Linked DNA regions of Ovis aries: region 2 is linked to region 1. The links are chromatin contacts, called in public Hi-C maps. All regions are on one chromosome and are shown on one strand. The core of a region is the stretch at or near the end of the contact, and the rest is flanking DNA. Distances in the headings are between cores, read along the strand shown.

Region 1 (7,025 bases), core at 3,460-5,959:
ATCACGCTGAGGGGTGGGGTGGGTGGAGCACCTCCCCCAGAACCAACGGCTGCTCTAGGGCCGGAGAACGAGAACAGCCGGTCCTCGCCAGCCTCAGCAGGCCCGGACCCCCTGGTTCCTGCGCGCCCGAGAGGCGGGCTCTGGCTCCGTGTTCTCAGGGGTAGTCCTGGTCCGACTCAAGGGCTGCTCTGCTCCGGGTCTGGAGGGCAGGTCCTGCTCAGGACCCAGAGCTCCCGACAGGAGTGTGCAGCTCAGCCTGGCCCTCCCTGAGGGATGTCCACCTCAGTCGGTCAACTCCTAGTGGCACATTCTGGCCAAAGCCAGGAAAACCCTGAGCAGTGGCCCAGCTGTTCTCTCCTGAGCAATGGCCTTTGTCTTGTTGCAACCGGAAGCCCAGGTTCGGGGACCAGGGCAGCACCTGGTGTGGCACACAGGGGTCAGCCCTCATGGCCACTCTCCCTCCTCGACCATCACCCAGAGTCCCTGCCCGACAAGGCTGCCCAGGCCCAGCTGGCCAGGGCAGGTCCCACCGAGCACTTTCTGAACACCTGCAGGCAGGGTCAAGGCCCCACAGGCACAGGCGGCCACCCCAGACATCTGTGCGCCCTCCTTGCCCACGCAGGCTCCTCACCACCCTCTCTGATTCCCCAGGGCCATCTTCTCGTCCCACGACTGCTCCAGCCCAAGGTCCTCGCTCATGTAGGTGTTCTGCCCACAAAGCTCTCTGTCCTCCTTTCCTTGATCCACATTTGACCTGTGGCTCCAGCCGACAGTGCTAGAATCTGTGAGGTGGCCCTATCTTCTCCATAAAGCTTCTTAGACCAGCGACACACCACTCCAGGAAGCCTCCTCCTAGCAGAATAGGTTTTGAGAGCTTCGGGATTCTTTTGGGCTGTACTGTGTCTCCCATCAGAGGGTACGCTTCTGGAGAACCAGGAGTGCGTCTTCACACTGCTAGACGCCCCCCAGGCTGGACAGAGCAGAGTACCATACAACCAGCCATGTGACTGATGAGAAAAGTTCACAGACCCATCCACACGGGGAGGACTGAGGTTCTGCTACATCCCACCTCCTAGGAACTACATGCACGCATGCTAAGTCGCTTCAGTCGTGTCCAATTCTTTGCAGCCCTATGGGCTGTAGCCTGCCAGGCTCCTCTGTCCATGGGATACTCCAGGCAAGAATACCAGAGTAGGTTGCAGTGCCCTCCTCCACAGGATCTTCCTGACCCAGGGATCGAACCTGCATCTCCTGCACTGGAGGCAGATTCTTTACCACTGAGCCACTGGGGAAGTCCCGTAGGGGCTGAAACAGACCTAAACCAGCTTCTACCTCTTTACACTCACGTGCTTGAGCTTGGATCTTTCTAGAGACATCTCCAGGGGGCATACTTGTGGGGATTTCCTGTCCAATCTGCCTGGGGTTCACTACACACCACCAGGCTCCAGCACAGCCGACCCGGCCCCAGGGGCCTTTTCACATGCACTCATTAAGGTCTGGAGGATGTTCTTTCACTGTGGTTTGTGAAGAAAGCACTTCTACCAATAATTCTTTCAGATCCACCCTCCTCCCCTCTTCTTAACTTTACGGGAGCTGGCAATCAACCGGCTCACAATCTTGCCAAATCACCCTTTTGTTGCTGTTGTTACCCAGGAATGGAGGTATCCTTCACCCAAAATGGAAATGCTCTGAACACTCCCTACCAGGCAGCCCCAGCAAATGCTCCATCTCTGATTGAGAAGGTCACAGGCTTGGCTCCTCTTTCCTCCTCCCTCCTGGACTTCATCCTCTTAAGAACTAAAAATAATGGAGCGCTAGAGGAAAGAGGCAAGACAGGGGAAGCAGCTGAAAGCATAGGAAATGCTTTGGTGCGCAGGGGCCTAGCCCACCTCTCCCACCAGGAGCCTGCTGGGGCCGCAGAAGCAGAGGCTGGGGCGAGCCAACAATTGCAGGAAGCAGGGAGTGGTCAGGGGGCCGGGGAAGAGCCCTGGGGGTGGGGGTAGCAGCTTCGAGCAGCTGACTTCCTAATGGACAAAGCTCACAGGACAGAAAGGTTCAGCCTTTCCTCTGGGAAAGGGCACCCGGGGCCCTGCCTAGCTGGTGGGGGCTGCCCCGCAACACACAGGTCCCTTCCCTCCCGTCCCTCCCGTCGCCTCGTCCACCCCTCCCCAGAGATTTTATTTTTACTTTGGTTAAAATGCAAAAAACAAGGCCAAGTTGCAGAGGGTGGAAATTTACTGAGGTCTTTACTGGTCAACAGACAATTGGCACTGAAGGCTGAGCACCCCCAGTGCCCCTCCCGGAGCCACTTCCTCACAGGGACCAGTCAGGACAACCACAGCTCCAACACCCCTCCTTCAGCCCAGTCCCTCCTTCTCAGCTTCTGGGATGTAAGGTTGGGCAGGCAGTGGGGTGGAGCCAAGAGCACACATAAATACGTGGTATGTCTCTAGTGTTTAGGCTTCCCAGGTGGTTCAGTGGTAAAAGAATCCTCCTGCCAATGCGGGAGACACAGGAGATGCTAGTTCGACCCCTGGATGGAGAAGAGCCCCTGGAGGAGGAGATGGCAACCCACTCCATTCCTCTTCTCCAGAAAATCCCATGGACAGAGGAGGCTGGGGGGCTACAGTCCATATGGTTGCAAAGAGTCAGATATGACTGAGCACGCATGCAGGCATGCTCGAGTGTTTGCTACAGCTAGACACAATGCTAAGTGCTTTGTAAGTATTATGCATACATAATACAAGCATCTCAACCTGTCACCTCAGTCATTTCATTAGCCCATTTCACAGATGGGAAAACTGAGAAACAGAGATTAAGCAACTTGCCCAAGAATGCAACTTGCCCAATTACAAATGGTAAATGACAAAGCTAAGATATGAACCCAGGCAGTCTGGCTTCAGGGTCCAAGCTGTCCATCCTTCTGCTAGGTGGCCTCATTGGTCATCTGTAACATGTACCGTTATAGCCAGATAAACCCAGGTTTAGATCCTGTTATTCCTGGCTGGTGGTATTAAGCAAGTTATCAAACCTCTCTGAGCTTCAGTTTCCTCCTTATTTTTACAATGGGAATACCACCTACCCGGCAGGGTTATTTTCTGCATTAAAGTCTCTCTACGCAGTGCCTGCTACAGAAGAAGCCCTCAGTAGAGAGGAGTACTGCAAACCTCTCGTGTGTCCAGTCTGGTCTGTAAGCCTCCTGAGGGCAGAAGCCTGTCCACGGGATGAAGCACACAGAAGGGGGTTCTGCACTGGCTCAGCAGGGTCTGATCACCTCCTTCTCCACCCCAGCCCTGGCCTTCGGAGGCCACCTTTCCAAGAGGAAAGTGCAGAGGGTGAAGGCCACAGACATCAGGCAGTGGGTCCCCAGGAACAGGTCGATTCTTTCCTTACGCAGAGACTTCCTGGAAGTCCAGAACTCCCAGGAGCCCTTCTAGGACGGGTATGAGAGGCACCCTTGCCCAGCAACCACCAGCAGTTCCTCTATTCACTGCTGACCCTCCCTCTCACCACCCCAGTCTTCCCCCAGGGACCCAAGGTGTGAAAGAAGTCACTCTGCCTGTTCCCAGGCAACAGGCCCCAGGCAGCTCCGATAGGTGGCCCATGTGGAAACAGACTTCTTCACCCCACGCTTTGCTGTTGTTCAGTTGCTAAGTCGTGTTTGACTCTTTGCAACCCATGGACTAAAGCACGCCAGGCTCCCCTGTTCTTCACTATCTCCCAGAGTTTGCTCAGATTCATGTCCACTGTCAATGATGCCATCTAACCATCTCATCCTCTGTTGCCCCTTCTCTTTTTGGCGTGCTAAGTCGCTTCAGTCATGTCTGACTCTGTGTGACCCTGTGGACTGTAGCCTATCAGGCTCCTCTGTCCATGGGATTTATCCAGGCAAAAACACTGAAGTGGATTGCCATGCCCTCCTCCAGGGGATCTTCCCGATCCAGGGATCGCACCTGAGTCTCTGACGTCTGTCTTCTGCACTGGCAAGAGGGTTCTTTACCACTAGCGCCACGTGGGAAGCCCCTTCTCCTTTCTAGAAGATGACATTTAGAAGGCCAGGAATTGGAAAGGAAGTTTTCCACAAAATGTGGAAGAATGGAAAATGTCCTCTTTTCTCCCTCCAGTGCTCACAAGCACAACAGTGCTGCTTATGGAAACAAGCTTCTCCTGCGTTAGCTTCTCCCTGTATTTTCTCAAAGATGCTCTGAGACTGAAATCTTCTGGTTATAAACTTAAGAACCTGAGGATCCTACTGTATACATAGTATGACTAGAAGAGACAAGAACTCCTCACTCCTCAGCTGGATAAAAGTTTTCTTCTCTAGGGAAGAACATTCACAAATTAAACACTACTGTTCAAGTAGTTTCTGAGACCCCAGAAAGCACTTGTAAAGGTGTTGGTCAAAAGGGGATACTCTGGACTGACTCCAAAGTCAGATTTTGGGGGAACTCCCACTGAAGGCATTTCTAACAAGGAAACTTTTCAGGAAGAGCGTGAATACCACATGAGAACAAATCATGTGCAGTATCAAATATTTAGCTATATTTAGAAAATATTTCCAAGCAAGACACACGGGTGCAATTCATGTTTCTGACGGATGACACTGATTTGCCTGTGGCCGAGCGGCGCTCAGCAAATAGGAAGGCGGGCTTGCAGAGGCTCGGAACCCAACTGCAGCGGCCCTGCCCAACAGAGCTGAGGCAGAGCTCTGAGTCACCCAGCCTCCCTCTCCCGACCAGGGCTGCTCTGGGTAGAGGCCTGTCTCAGTGAGGCAGTCATGCATCTGTTCACGTGCAGACTGCTGGAGGCACAGGAAATGGGTTGCCAGAAAGACACACCAGCGAACCCCCAAGTATGAGCAAGACTTGTCAGCTATCAGAGTGCAGCTGTCCCCCGGGTCATCCTGACGTCTGTCGGTATGTGTGATTTTCATAAACAGATTGACTCATCGCCATCTCTGTCAACTGGAGCCCTGAGTGCTTACTTAGCACTTTACTGCATAGCAGGAGCCTCCCAGGGCACCTCTCATTCCCTGAGCAGCCCCCAGGGGCCAAGGGGTTCAGCCAGGCTTGGATCCCAATCAGGGGACAGACCTGGGGCTCCTACCCCAACTCCCATCCCTGGTAGCCCATGAATCCCTCACATGCCCAACTTCAGGGGGGTCTCCCACACACCCCACAACTGTTTCCTTCACTTTTCTGCTTTGGGCTACAATGCATTAACACACTGAAGTATTTAACAGCAGCTCTTGGGATAATTAAGTTACACAGGGAAGGGATCCTAACACTGCCTTGGGGATCTCCTGTGTGAAGACACGGGCAGCTGGTAACGGACAGGGAAACCTGGTGTGCTGGAGTCCGTGGGGTCCCAAAGAGTCAGGCACAACTGAGCGACTGAACGGAACTGAAAGCCAGCTTCTGCCAGTCTCTCCCAGCTTCTCCCTCAGATGCACAGAGGAGCTAACCCACAACCCAGCACCAGCACCTGCATATGGATGGTGAAAGGTTTTCTATATAAGGGACACCCCACCCTCTGCCTCAAAGCTTGAGCTACAAAAGTCCCCCTTCTTGCTGACACGGCTTAACGGAATGCTTCTGATTCCCTTAGATGTGTTTCCAGCCCCTTCCAACTAAGTCGGGGGAAGTGAAACGTTATTGAGAGATGCAAGTGGGTTGTCTGGAAAACGTATTCTCAGATGGCAGAAGCTGAGAAACAGGCTTAATGACCGAGGGTCCTTCCAGCCAGCCGGCCTGAGCCAAAGCAACCAGAGAGACCCTTGGAAGACTGGCTGCTCCAGACAGACTGGGCTTAGGTCTCGCCAAGTTCCAAGCCTCTGGGCACAGGGAAAAGGCAGGAGTTGAGAAAGCGCTTTGTCTGCCAATCCAGGCCAAGCGCAAACCTTCTTTGCATTGTCCACCTGCCGAGTGCCGGGAGCCCAGCAGCTGAGCTGGGAGCCCGGACTAGGCGTGAGAGCCTCAACACAGCTGCAGGGACTCTGTCCCAGAGAGGGGGGGCACTCTGGAGTCTCACGGTGACCCCGGCCCTGTCACAGGCTCTGCCTCCACCCCAGGTCCCTGGGGATAGCCCACATTTGGGAACTGTAACATAACTTCTAGGGAACAGAACCAGCTGGCTCATCTATCCCCCTCAATTTTTGATGCTATTATTAGGGCACATCTGTCTCTGAGTGAGGTCACCAAGGAAAAACCCAAATGGAGAAAATATTTTCAAGCCGCCGTCATTTCAATCTTTGGAAAAGGAAGCGAGGCAATAAACTGCCAGAGAACCCCAGAATTCACGGTGACCCAAGAGGAAAATGGAAAGTATTTGCCCTGGGAATGCAAGCAGATGAGCTATTTACAGGGTGCTTGGCCAGCAGGGCGTGGATGGACCGGCAGCTCCTGGGACAGTTTCCTCTTCCCCAACTTCCCAAACCCTTGGCTGGGGAAATTAGGCAGTGGAGTTCCCCCTCAGCCCCAAACCAGACCCAGAGGAAAGCCACTGAGTGGCTGGAGGACGCAGGGCCACGCTTCCAGCCAGTGGCCAGCAGACTCGCTTTCTTTGCCAACAATTTGTTTTGTTTGAAACTAGTTGCCAACATTTAAAAATCAGGACATTTCACACAAACATCCAGATTTCCAGCTTTCTTTGAAATACTGTGCTTCACATCGCGACCCCCACCCCCCGCCCCATTTGGGGTGATGACCATCTGTGGACTAGAGCTAACTCCACACCTTGAGATGGGCCTTCTGTCACCTGTCACCGGGTATTCACTGCATTACCTGCCTGGCCTCCGACAGCATTCAAGTTGAGTTTCTGGATGACAGACGAAGGGGATCATGCTCCAAGGATGCCTTAGGACCTCAACTCACTGCCATGCAACACGGTCAAGTCACTTACCCCCCTGAGTTTCTATTTCTCATCTGCAGACAGTGCACAGCACCACCCTGCCTCTCGGACTGTAGGGAGGATGATGTGGGAGGACAAGGGGAATGCTTTGAACACCACCCACCCCACAGGCAAGG
Region 2 (6,457 bases), core at 964-3,463, 76 kb after region 1:
GGCCTCCTCCGGCCCAGGAGGGGAGAGGGTACCGGCGGTCACCACCTGCTGCCCTTCCCCTCTTAGACGACCGGCCCAGCTCGGGCTACCCACGCTGCTGCCGCTGCCGCTGCTGCTATTCAGCCTGCGCCGGCCACTCCGCCAGCCCAGGGGGCTCCCGGGGTCCTCCGGTGACAAAGACTCAGCTGGGGGGAAGAGGAAAGAGGAGCCACTCCCGGGGCTGAAAACGCTGCCGGGGCTCAACACGGCCCTCCCTGGCGGCGGGGGCGTCTCGTTGCTGCTGGACCGAGGGCCGCCGCCGCTCTTCACCTGGTTGGCGCTATTCATGATCACCAGGCTGTTGAGGGCATAGCAGTACATGGCCATAGTACTGGGTCCTGCGCGCTGTCCGCCGCCGCCGCTCCCGTTCCGGCTCTGCCGCCGGCGTCTCCTCCTCCCGCGGCTCTCGGCTCCCGGCTCAGCCGCGGAGGCCCGGCGGCAGCGGCTCCGCGCGCAGATGGGGCAGCATGGCCTGGGCGGCGGGCGGGGGGCAAGACAGCGGGCTCAGCCCCCGCCCAGAGGTCCATAAACAACAGCGCCGCTGTGAAGAAACAAGGAAACAAGTCAGGACCCCAGAGGGAGGGTGTGGGGGACGGCTAGGGGATTAGGACGGGCCCCCGGCCACGGAACCTCAATCTGTCCGGGATCTGGTGCCCCTAGACATCTTATTTACAGGGGCAGTGCGGCACGGCGAGGACATGAACCTGGGCACCCCCCCACCCCCTCGGTCGCCAGCGCGGTGGTGATGTGATGAGCTGTGTGTGATACGCTTGAAGGTCCCTTCCAATTTCAAACGCTAAGAGTTGTCTCCAGAGCCACGCGGGACGGGCGGGGAACGATATACAACTACTTATGTGCGGGGCGCGGCAGATTCTGAGCTTTCTGAGAGTGAGGACACCCTCTCCACCGTCTCGCGGTCGCCTCGGCTTTGCAAACACTGGCTATACCGGCTATAACGGGACAGCTTTTCGCCTCCTCCCTCCCCCCCTCCCCATCTTGGGCTTCAGGATGTCCTCGCTCCACCTTCTCTTGGCCATCAGGGACCGACTCGGAGGAAAGCTGATGTGAACCTGCTTTTCCCGGCCGCTGCCTGCGCCCGGGTCTGGGGCGACCCCTGCTTGCCTGCCGTTTACCTTCCTGACCCTGGCCTTGATGCTGTGTCCCTCGGCCTACGACGGCCTGGGCGCGCGGCAGGGCGGCAGCCTAGGCATTTTAAGCACTGGCTTTGTCGCCAGTCCCCCAAACAAGTGTGTTTTGTGAGTGTGGGCGCGTCTGCGCGCGCCCGGTGGCGAGGCGCTGCGCGTCCCCTGTACCGGAACCAATACTTGCCGCCCCCCACCCCCACCCCGCCGTCGCCCCAGTGGAGGGGCGTGTATGTGTGTTTTGTGTGTGTACGCGCGCGCGCACGCGTGGGGACAACGAGTCCGCGCTCCACACACCCCGTGTCCGAAGACGCGGCTGCCTCTGCGGGCTTCGGGACTCGCGCCCACACCGATGGGTGTGCGTTGCTGCAGCAGCGCTGGAGCCCCGGCTCTGCAAACCTCCCAGGGTCCCGCTCTAAGCCCCGAGGCCGCGCGGCCGAGGGCAGGGCTTCTCCGCATCCAGGGCACCCTCGCCCGGCGCCAAGCCGGCCGCCCGGCGGCCCGAGCCCGGGAATGCCTGCAGCGCGCCGGGGTAGGCGGCGGAGAGCCAGCGGTCCGGAAGAGCAGAAAAGACGGCGAAAACTCGCCTGTGCCTCCTCGGCATGCCGCCCTCCCCTTGCCCGTCTCCCCGGCCCACCTCTCCGCGCTTTTTCGGATCCCAGATTCCTCAGATTCGCTCCAGAACAGACAGTGAGGGGAAAGAGGGTTTGGAGGCGAAAGCCATTAAAAAGTCGCCAAGCTTACCTGCAGTTTCTTAGATTCCCGGGTCCTGTGCAGACTACATGATCCAGGGACGCAGATCTCATAGGTGAAAGATGACTTTAAAAGCTTTTTTCAAAAAGCTCAGAAACGATTTCCTCACTTCGTTTGGAAGACAAAAAAAAGGGGGAGTGGGAAAGAAGAGAAACCGGTCGGCAGGGGCGGGAGATCCGGGCAGTGGCGACGCCGGCCGGCCCTGCACGCCCTTCTGGGCCGTGGAGATACTACCCTGTCAGTGTCTGCTCCCGGCTACTTCAGTGTTTGTTCAATGTGCGATTAAAAAAAAAGTTGGGGCGGGGGAGTGGGGGATTGGGGGTGGAGGAGGGAGGAGGGAGTAAGGCGGGGGCTTGGGGGAGGAAAGCAGGAAGGAAGTTGTGAGCCTGTCTGGGGTTGAACTCAGCGGAACAAGTTTTTCTTTTCTTCTTTTTTTTTTTTTTCTATTGCTTGGCAAGACCGAGGGAGGGAAACACTTAAAAAAAAAAAAAAAAGTTTCCATTGTTAGCTAACAACAAAAAAAAAACCTTTTAACTTCTGCGGGTTAAAGATATACGATCCATTTTCCACCCCCTATATCGAGCCTCGCTGATGGCTAGCTTCATGAAACTTTCTTTTTGAAAAATGTTTTTAATAAAGTTTGAGTGTGCATTTTAAGCAGAGCAAATCATGGGGACCTTTTTAAGCATTTTAAACGGGCTAAAGCCTCACGTAAACGGTTTGTGTTCTTGTACACAAATATGCAAATTCGAAGAAGGTACTTTGTGGGCACCTCCTTGCAGAACTGCAGATGTTAAATGCATCACAGTTGTATTTTGGAAGACTGGTTGGGCTGTGAGCTGTTAATGGTTTTGCAGTGCAGTTGCGAGTTGTATAAACACGCCTTTGCAGTGCACATTTTTCTGTTATTAAATGCAGTCAGCAAATGTGACATTGGCATATTTTTTGCACTTCATTCTCAAACTTATTTTAAGAAGGATAGTCCTGGAACTAAGAAGGCCTGGGACCCCCTGCTCAGTCTCTTGCAACTGGATCACTTTCCAGAGACATTTTCCCCCACCATCAGTAAATGCTACCCAGCAGGGATATTACCCATTTAAGCTCTGGTGCTGCAAGTGTGTTTTGCATAATTCCCTAAATCCTAAACTATAGCATTTAGTGGAAAGAGGAAAAACCCAGCTGCCAGGTTCAGGAAATGTAAAATGCTAAAGCCTGAATAAGTCCTAATATTCCTATTAGTTATAATTTAGACAGAAATTTTAACTTTGCTTGTGGCAAAACTGTCTCTTGATTGTTTATGTAACAATACTGTTTAAGTGACAAAAGCAGCCTGCTGCTCCATCAGGAAAAGACTCATCTTAAATCTGAAACCAAGAGATCTTCTAGCTAAGAATTCCCAGGAATGAGACAATGTTGAGTCCTGCTTGTTTTTGATTAAATTTATTTATTTATTTATTTTTTGCTGTGCTGGGTCTTAGTGGCTATGAGTAGGCTTTCTCCAGTTGCAGTGTGCGGGCTTCTTATTGCAGTGACTTCTCTTGTTGCAGAGTGTGGTCTCTAGGGCGAGTGAGTTTCAATAATTGTGGCATAGGGGCTTAGTTGCCCAGGGCATGTAAAATCTTCCCAGACCAGGGAATGAACTTGTGTCACCTGCATTGGAAGGCAGATTCTTAACCACTAGCCCACCAGGGATGTCTGAGTCCACTTATTTTTTAATGTGCCATGTTGAGAAGACTGAGCCTGAGTCCTCTCTCATTCCCTATGTGAAGTGAAGTGAAGCGAAAGTCGCTGAGTACTGTCTGACTCTTTGCAACCCCAGGAACTATACAGTCCATGGAATTCTCCAGGCCAGAATACTGGAGTGGGTAGCCTTTTCCTTCTCCAGGTCCCATCCTCTATAGAAGTAAGAAGTAAAGTCGCTCAGTCATGTCCAATTCTTTGCGACCCCATGGACTGTGACCTACCAGGCTCCTCAGTCCATGGAATTTTCCAGGCAAGAGTACTGGAGTGGGTTGCCATTTCCTTCTCCAGGGGATCTTCCCAACCCAGGGATTGAACCCGGGTCTCCCACTTTGCAGGCAGATGCTTTACCATCTGAGCCACCAGGGGTGCCCACATCCCCTGTGGAGCTAAATAAAAAGATCCTAGAGTTTATTCAGGTGTTGACTCAGGACTTGGGCAGTTGCTAAGGCATAGAAGTCAGCCCTACCCTTGTCCCTAATTCGCTTCCCCAGTGACAAGAAACAGGAGCTGCCAGTTCTCAGAAGACCCACTCCATGGAGTTTATTCCTATCATAGGAGATGCAAACACCCATGTCAGTCAGAAGTTATGGTGGAAACAGCTGGAGGACCTAACAATGCATACAGTGAACACAGAACCTTAGCTTTCCAGCCTCTGGGAACTCTCACTGTCACCTCACACACCAGATATCACTGACCTTCCCTAGAATTGAGAAAGCCAGGCTTCCTGAGTGTTCAATGAGCCTGAAGAGTTCTTGCTTAAAATGCAGCCAGCAACTAGTTAGGTGTGGCACACTGAAGAAATTCCTGCTTTGGACTGGCAGTAGAACTAAATGATAGTGCTACCAGTCTAAAATTCTAACTGCTACTAAGAACGACAGAGATTAGGGGAAAGATGGAGCAAAACCCGTATCTGGAAGCCAGCATGGTTGGCTTGCATCTTGAAGCAGAATCTAGTAGCCTCCCTTGATTTTACATGAATAAAGAAAAAAAGTTATATAGCACTTAGTACTTACTATTATCCAGGCACTGTTTTAAGCACATTATATATATATATATATTTATACATTTCAATCCCTATAAAAATCCTATGAGATACATACTATTATTACCCTCATTTTATGTATGAAGAAATTGAAGCACAAAGTGGTAAGCAATTTGCCACATCTATTCAATATTGTACTGGAGGCGCTAGTCAGCGCAATTATATGAGAAAAAGAAGTAAAAGGCATCCAGATTTGAAAGAAAGGAGTAAAACTGTATTGACTGACAGTATGATTGCCTATGGAGACTATGGAGAAGGCAATGGCACCCCACTCCAGTACTCTTGCCTGGAAAATCCCATGGACGGGGGAGCCTGGTAGGCTGCAGTCCATGGGGTCGCTAAGAGTCGGACACGACTTAGCGACTTCTTCACTTTCACTTTTCACTTTCATGCATTAGAGAAGGAAATGGCAACACACTCCAGTGTTCTTGCCTGGTGAATCCCAGCCTGGTTCCAGCCTGGTGGGCTGCCGTCTATGGGGTTGCACAGAGTTGGACACGACTGAAGCGACTTAGCAGCAGCAGTAGCAGCATGCAGACCAGCCTATGGAGGCTACAAAGAAGCTACTAGAACTAATAAGTGAGCTTAACTTTTTAGTGTGTTCGTTGCTACGACTGTTGTAACAAAGTGCCATAGATTGAGTGGCTTAGACAATAGAAATTTATTTTCTCCTAGTTCAAGAGGCAAGACGTCTGAGATCAAAGTGTTAGTAGGCTTGGTTTCTTACAAGGCCTCTCTCCTTGGCTTTTAGGTGGCTATTTTCCCATATGCCTTCATGTGGTCTTCTCTCTGTGGGTCTGTGTTCTAATTTCCTCCTGTGATGGACTCCTTCCATCAGTCATATTGGATTAGGACCCACCTAGTTTTAACTAAATTATCTCTTTAAGGACCCTATCTCAAAATATGGTCATTCTGAGGTACTAGGAATTAAGACTTCAACATGTAAATTTGAGGGTACATAATTAAGGCATAACAACAAGATTGCTGGATACCAGTATACCATAATCAATTGAGTTTCTACATATTAGTAATGAATGGTCAGAAACCAAAACTTAAAAAATAACATTTCAAAATTTTATTTACTTTTAATTGAAAGATAATTGCTTTACAGTATTGTGTTTGTTTCTGCCAGGCATCAACATGAATCAGCCGTAGGTATACCTATGCCCCCTCCTTCTTGAGCATCCCTCCCACCACCCTCCCTATCCCATCCCGCTAGGTGGTTACAGAGCCCTGGTTTGAGTTCCCTGAGTCATACTGAACGTTTTCGTAGCATCAGAAACTATGAAATACATACGGATAAACATGACAAAAGATGTATGCAATCATAGAATAAAAACTACAAAATAAGAAAAATTAAAGAAGATCTAAATAAATGGAGAGATATACCATGTTCATGAATTGGAGGACTCAATATTGTTAAGATGTCAATTCTCCCCAGATAAACATGACAAAAGATGTATACAATCATAGAATAAAAACTACAAAACAAGAAAAATTAAAGAAGAAAAATTAAAGAAGATCTAAATAAATGGAGAGATATACCATGTTCATGAATTAGAGGACTGAATGTTGTTAAGATGTCAGTTCTCCCCAGATTTAGAGCCAATGCAATCAAAATCAATGTCGAAGCAAGTTATCATTTTTTATAGAAGTTGACAAGCTGATTCTAAATTCGCTCGAAACTACAAAGGATCTAGAAAAGCTAAAACAGCTTTGAAAAAGAACAAAGTGAAAG

What was found. Hi-C and Micro-C count contacts between places; a contact is called where the count stands out from the background.
Region 2: a Hi-C map of blood shows a contact between it and region 1, with 2.2 times the contacts expected there. The contact joins the promoter of ITPKB here to the enhancer-like site in region 1. A contact is called at or near these places in 3 of 16 Hi-C or Micro-C datasets (blood and skin fibroblasts).

The regions. Positions count from the first base shown.
Region 1 is chr12:28,946,227-28,953,251 of ARS-UI_Ramb_v3.0, forward strand. The region is part of intron 2 of ITPKB (inositol-trisphosphate 3-kinase B); the gene reads right to left. Among named protein-coding and RNA genes, the nearest start is that of ITPKB, 77 kb to the right of the region's middle. Within about 2 kb of position 4,710, at least 20 of the 54 cell types and tissues checked have an H3K27ac peak or open chromatin away from gene starts, as enhancers often do.
Region 2 is chr12:29,024,958-29,031,414 of ARS-UI_Ramb_v3.0, forward strand. ITPKB (inositol-trisphosphate 3-kinase B) reads right to left here and starts at 2,214. Exons shown (of 8, transcript XM_015099179.3): 1 at 1,926-2,214; 2 at 1-580. The coding sequence starts at 366. It overlaps LOC132657459 (a long non-coding RNA gene), which reads right to left. Exons shown (of 3, transcript XR_009595671.1): 3 at 5,772-6,457.